Regions from separate parts of the Mus musculus genome. Here region 2 is linked to region 1. The links are chromatin contacts, called in public promoter capture Hi-C maps. All regions are on one chromosome and are shown on one strand. Each heading gives the region's core, a stretch centred on a gene start, on an enhancer-like site or on the middle of the called end of the contact. The rest is flanking DNA. Distances are from core to core; before and after follow the strand shown.

What was found. Capture Hi-C pulls out chosen DNA fragments and counts their contacts.
Region 2: a contact with region 1 is called in a promoter capture Hi-C map of adipose tissue. The contact joins the promoter of Dus1l here to the promoter of Hmga1b in region 1. A contact is called at or near these places in 1 of 39 promoter capture datasets (embryonic stem cells), 1 of 15 datasets of contacts at CTCF or cohesin (embryonic stem cells), 1 of 484 Hi-C or Micro-C datasets (liver), 6 of 115 datasets of contacts at active chromatin or transcription factors (double positive thymocytes, embryonic stem cells, microglia and 1 more) and 3 of 9 other capture datasets (adipose tissue, liver and pancreatic islet).

What each region holds. Positions count from the first base shown.
Region 1 is chr11:120,761,462-120,764,161 of GRCm38.p6, forward strand. It overlaps Hmga1b (high mobility group AT-hook 1B), which reads left to right and starts at 1,333. Exons shown (of 2, transcript NM_001166477.1): 1 at 1,333-1,529; 2 at 1,563-2,700. The coding sequence starts at 1,428. The coding sequence ends at 1,751.
Region 2 is chr11:120,794,988-120,797,687 of GRCm38.p6, forward strand. It overlaps Dus1l (dihydrouridine synthase 1-like (S. cerevisiae)), which reads right to left and starts at 1,408. Exons shown (of 14, transcript NM_026824.4): 1 at 1,156-1,408; 2 at 490-736; 3 at 1-24. The coding sequence starts at 726.

The DNA.
Region 1 (2,700 bases), core at 83-2,582:
AGCCTGAAGTAAAGATGTTGCTGCATGAACCCGACTTGGTGCCTGTGTCGTTCTTGTCACCACCGGCTCGGAGTGGAGATGACGACAGTAGGTAGGTAACTCAGCTGACTTTTGCGTCTTCTGGGCTCTGATCTGCAGTCTTTCTTCTTTGCTGCTTGGTTTGTCTGAGAGAGACTCTCAGCTTTTGTTGCTTACCCTGACAGCAAGGGATCTTGTGAAATTGGTCAGTTTCAGGAACTTCCTGAAACTATATGAGTTGTTTGCATCCCTACTTAAGGAACTTCCATGCAGGATGGGGTGTTTTAATTTCAAAGGAAACTGTTATACAACAGTCCTCACATAATGTTGTAGTTAGGGCTCAGCACATGACTCTGGATAGAGAAGTCTTCAGACAACATAGGTGACAGGAGATAGAGCAGGAGCTGTGGAGGGTGAAGACATCTTAGGAGAAATGCGCTCCTAAGGGCGAAGCTAGCAGATGACTGTCTTCCCAAGACGTTGGAGCTTGATGCTCCCTTCCTGGTAAACCACTTCCTCCTGCCTGGTGGCCAACTGGCATCCCTGAAAGGCCACCATTTCCCAGGAGTTCCGATGGCCACCAGACAGCAGGTTGGTCACAATCCACAGCTTTTGTCATAGAAGGGGAAGGGCTTTGATCTTACTGGATAGATCAGGCCAGACACCAGTATTCAGTGCCACCTGGAGGTTGGCTATAGGACTTGGTGGTTTGCTCAGACTGGGATCAAGGACACAGTGAGCAGGCATGATCTGTCCCTGTTAGCTATGAGGAAACTGCCAGGCAGCAGCAAATGATTGGGCTCCGGGCCCCCACTGTGTATGCTGTCCCCTGAGCCACAGGAAGGTCCCAGAGCACCCTTCTGACCAGTGCGGAGGAATGCTCAGGGGAAGGGTACTGCTGTCCCTGCACTATAGAGCACTGGAAGTACAGCTGCCTCCTTTCAGCGACTCACACGGTCTCAGTGCAGAGCCTGGACTGAGCAAGGGAAAGGCGGCAGTCTGAGCACACCTCCTCCCCAGGGCTGTCCATGAGGCATCTGAGCCTCCTGCCCGGCCCAGATGTCGTGTGACCTGCTATGACTCACTGGATCGTGAGTACTTGTTCCATGAACCCTGACACACAAGACAAGAGACCCTCAGCACACCTCAAACAATCGCCAGACACGGGTTGAGGTGCACAATATTCTCTGATTACTCCTAACTGGCTCCAAAGAACCAGGTCTCTGCTCAGAGAAGAGGAGATGCACAGAGGTACTCAGGGTTTGCAACTGGGGCAGGAAACCCCAGAATCCATGCTTAGATTTACAAGAGTCGCCTCTAATTGGGACTCCGAGTCGGGGCTATTTCTGGTGTTGGCGCGGCTCCAAGAAGGCACTCACTGTGTGCTGCCCCACACATAGAGAAGGAGAATGAGCGAGTCGGGCTCAAAGTCCAGCCAGCCCCTGGCCTCCAAGCAGGAAAAGGATGGGACTGAGAAGCGAGGCCGGGGCAGGCCACGCAAGCAGCCTCCGGTGAGTCCTGGGACGGCGCTGGTCGGGAGTCAGAAAGAGCCCAGTGAAGTGCCAACTCCGAAGAGACCTCGGGGCCGACCAAAGGGAAGCAAGAATAAGGGCGCCGCCAAGACCCGGAAAGTCACCACAGCTCCAGGGAGGAAACCAAGGGGCAGACCCAAGAAACTGGAGAAGGAGGAAGAGGAGGGCATCTCCCAGGAGTCCTCTGAGGAGGAGCAGTGATCACCACTCGCAGTGCCGCCTGCTCCATAGCCACTGAGGAGCAGCTGTCCCCTGGGACTGGAAGCCCTGCTCCCAGGCCCCTCCCCGCCCCCACTGCACACTACCGCACCAGGCACCAGCTGCAGGCTCTGCTCCGCAGCACCCAAGGGAGCAGGATTCGGCTCAGTCCCTGTGCCCTCCTCCCGAACACACCTGCCCCATCCTGACAAGGCTAACTTCCCATTTAGCCGCAGCCCGGCCTGCTGCGCACCTCCCTCAGAGCCGTGGCTCTCTGGGCGCTTTGTTTTGCGGGTCCCTTCTGCCCTGCTGTTCCTGGCTTCCCCGTAGAGGGTCCTGGGAGCATTCCCTGGCCTTAAGGGGCCCCGGCCCCATCTCACTCTGACAAGGCCCAGTGGCTGACCTAGCAGCAGCAGTGTGGTCAGGGCAGGGGATGCTTAGATCCCAGCATGTCCCCACCAAAGTATCACCGGGTGGGTTTCTCAGCCCCTCCTGCCCCACCCTACAGAGATCATGCACTGGGTTGGCTGAGCCCCTTGACAACAGGAAGTAGGATGATGTTGGCTCCACCCACTTTAATGTTCTCACCTGAGACTAGACAGATGGGGTTACCGCCCATCTCCAGAGTAAGGGCCTGTTCTCGCCTCCACCAAAGGCAAACGGGCACCAACACGCCTCCCCCAGTCCACTCTAGGCTGTTCCTTCCTCCCGCAGGGCACTAAGGAGCTAGCCTTGCCGCCCCCTCCTTTTCGCTCCTCCCTGCCCCCCATGGTTCTGGTTCCATCTTCTCCTCTGTTCACAAACTACCTCTGGACGGTTGTGTTGTTTTTTTTTTGTTCCATGTTCATTCTTAGATACCCACTATTGCTGCTGCTACCAGCGTCAGATGTTCATCCTCCTGAATTTGCCTGTATTCTCTCCCCCACACAATACACTCGAGGGGAAGGGGGGC
Region 2 (2,700 bases), core at 158-2,657, 34 kb after region 1:
CACCTCTGGGTCATTGGCACAGAACTGAAGAAGACACGAATGCCACCCTCGGTCAGCCCAGGCCTAGGACTCTCCCTGCCTAGGCCACCCAGCCCTGTGAGGAATCCCATGGTGACTCAGTGAGCTATGGTCTTTCCACCGACATTGACAATATGACAACCACTAGGAATATGAGCTATAATGACATGTAACAGAAGCCACTGGCACAGACTTGTAAAGAACTGTTGGTTCTCGACAGGAGGGTACTGAGACGGAGAAGGATCAAGGTGACACTGGTGCTACACTCCTCACGTCCTCCAAGCTGCCCCTTCACCGGGACTCTGGCTAGTTCCCAGTTCTGGGGATGCCCACTCAGCAGCATGTGTCATGCAGGACTTCAGGGACCCCGACCCTTCTCCTGGGTTATATGTATATGACAGGGACAGCTTGGGAATGCTGTCCTTATATACAGGGTCTGGAGCTTAGGTGCTACCCAGTCCCTCAGCTCACCTGCACAATGAGAGGCCTGTCCTCGGGGCACACATCACAATACAAGTTCTCTTTGCGGTAGTTAGCATCTCTAACGAAGACCTGGGCATGTAGCATAGGGGTGTAGCATAGCTGGGCTCCATGGCGGCGGCTCAGAAGTCTCCAAGCTAGCTCACTCTGGTCCACCATGGGTGCCACCACATGTCGGGCACCCCCCAAGGTGCGGCTCCAAAACTCAAAACCCTGCAGTTTGGGCATCCTCTCCACACTAAGGGCAGAAGAGGAACAAGCGCTCATTTCAGCCATGGTATACCATCATACCCCAGGAGGGTACGAAGTTCAACTCCAGGAGCTGACCGCTCTCGTCAGCTTTTGCTGTCGGCTCTCCCAAGAACACGGTGAAAACAAGAGAGGTATCCGTAGGCACAGGGTTGAGGTGCCCTCCCTCCACCTTTCTGGCAGTGACCCTGACATACCACTCACCCTCTCTGGACCTTCTCCCCTTAAACGCCAGCCTGGTGCAGCGGGTGTGGAGGATGAACAGGTCTGTGGGACCTGCACAGCTGAGACCACCCGGCTGCACGAGGCCTGACGCCGCCTCGGATCTTGGGTTGGGAGAGTAGCGAGCACGTCAGCCTCCACGGCTCCTTTCCTGGTCGGGCCCAGAGCCCCCTGAGCTGCCCCTACCTAACCCCTGGGCTGGCTGGGGCCCGAGACCGCCACCGGACGTCCACGGGGCTTGAACTAGGACTACTTCCCGCACCGTCGGAGTTGGCCAGGGCTCGATGAAGGTCTGTGACTGCGGGCACGCTCCAAAGAAAGGGGCACACAAGGCCCCGTAGCCTCTGCCTGACCCGCGGCGCCGCCAGCAGGACCCGCACGAAGGCGGCGGGAGCCGCCAAGCGCCGTGGCTCAGACTCAGCGCAACGCCGCCGGAAGTGCCGGAGCCGGAAGCGTACTGCCAGGCGCTCCGCACCGTCTGCGGTGCAGCAAAAAATAAAGTCCTCGGAAACTGCAGCTCAGCGCTGAAGGGACCGGCCTTGTGGAAACGAGAGAGTTGAGCAAGAACAGACTGCGCATGCCCGGGGTCACGCTGTCCCTTCCAGACAATTGGCACTCGGAGGCCTTTCCTCCCACCTCTATCCCCCAACCCACCTCCGCAATCCAGGAGCAGCCCTTGGTTCTGCAGACACAAGACGTAAATTTAGTACACCACCACAATAGGAAACGAGATAAAGAATTATTACTTCAGATCCTGGGTAGAAAAGGCTACAGCAGGCCAGGCCTTTGTCGAGTAATGAGTCGCTTGCTAGAGGGAAGGAACATGCATAAAGAGATATGGGGCCGGGCAGTGGTGGCTCATGCCTTTAATCCCAGCACTTAGGAGGCAGAGGCCTGGCAGATTTCTGAGTTCGAGGCCAGCCCGGTCTACAGAGTGAGTTCCAGGACAGCCAGGGCTATACAGAGAAACCCTCCCCAGCTCTCAAAAACAAAAATAAAAAAAGTTCTCTCCTAAGTTCTTTTTGTCAGGGTATTTTAAACAGGAAACCAAACTATGGCCGTAAACTGTTACTGTTTTAATAGTAGTGATGTATTTCACTGAGAGAGATCTACCAGACTCTGCCTCCCAACACAGAATTCAAGGCCTGAACCGCCATGTCTGAGTTGTTTGACCACTCTTTAATCCTTCTACACTGCTTCCATGCACCTCGAGTTTTCAGAATCCAGAGTTTGTATCGTGCAACTCACATGCTTCCAGCCTTTCCCTCTGTGGTCAGACTTCCAACTCCACAAACCATTGAGTCCTGCTCTCCAGCCTTGGAACAATTGCTGATACATACTTTATAATGATATATGTATGTATAATGATACATGTATAACGGTATAATGATATAATGTAATATATATGCATTACTCAAGCCATTTATGATACTTTAATTTTCTGCCTTGTAAGGAAATGACAGGAAGCTGGGTGGTGACACCACACCTTTGATCCCAGCACTCAGGAGGCAGAGGCAGGAGCAGCTCTGTGAGTTGGAGGCCAGCCTGATTTAGATCAGAGCTAATTCAGGATAGCCAGGGCTACACAAAGAAACCTTATCTCGAAAAATAAAATAAAAAATAAATAAAGTAAATAAGAGGGGCAGGAGAGATGGCTCTGAGGTTAAGAGTACTAGTTGCTCTTCCAGAGGTCCTGAGGTCAGTTCCCAACACCCACAAGGCAGCTTACAA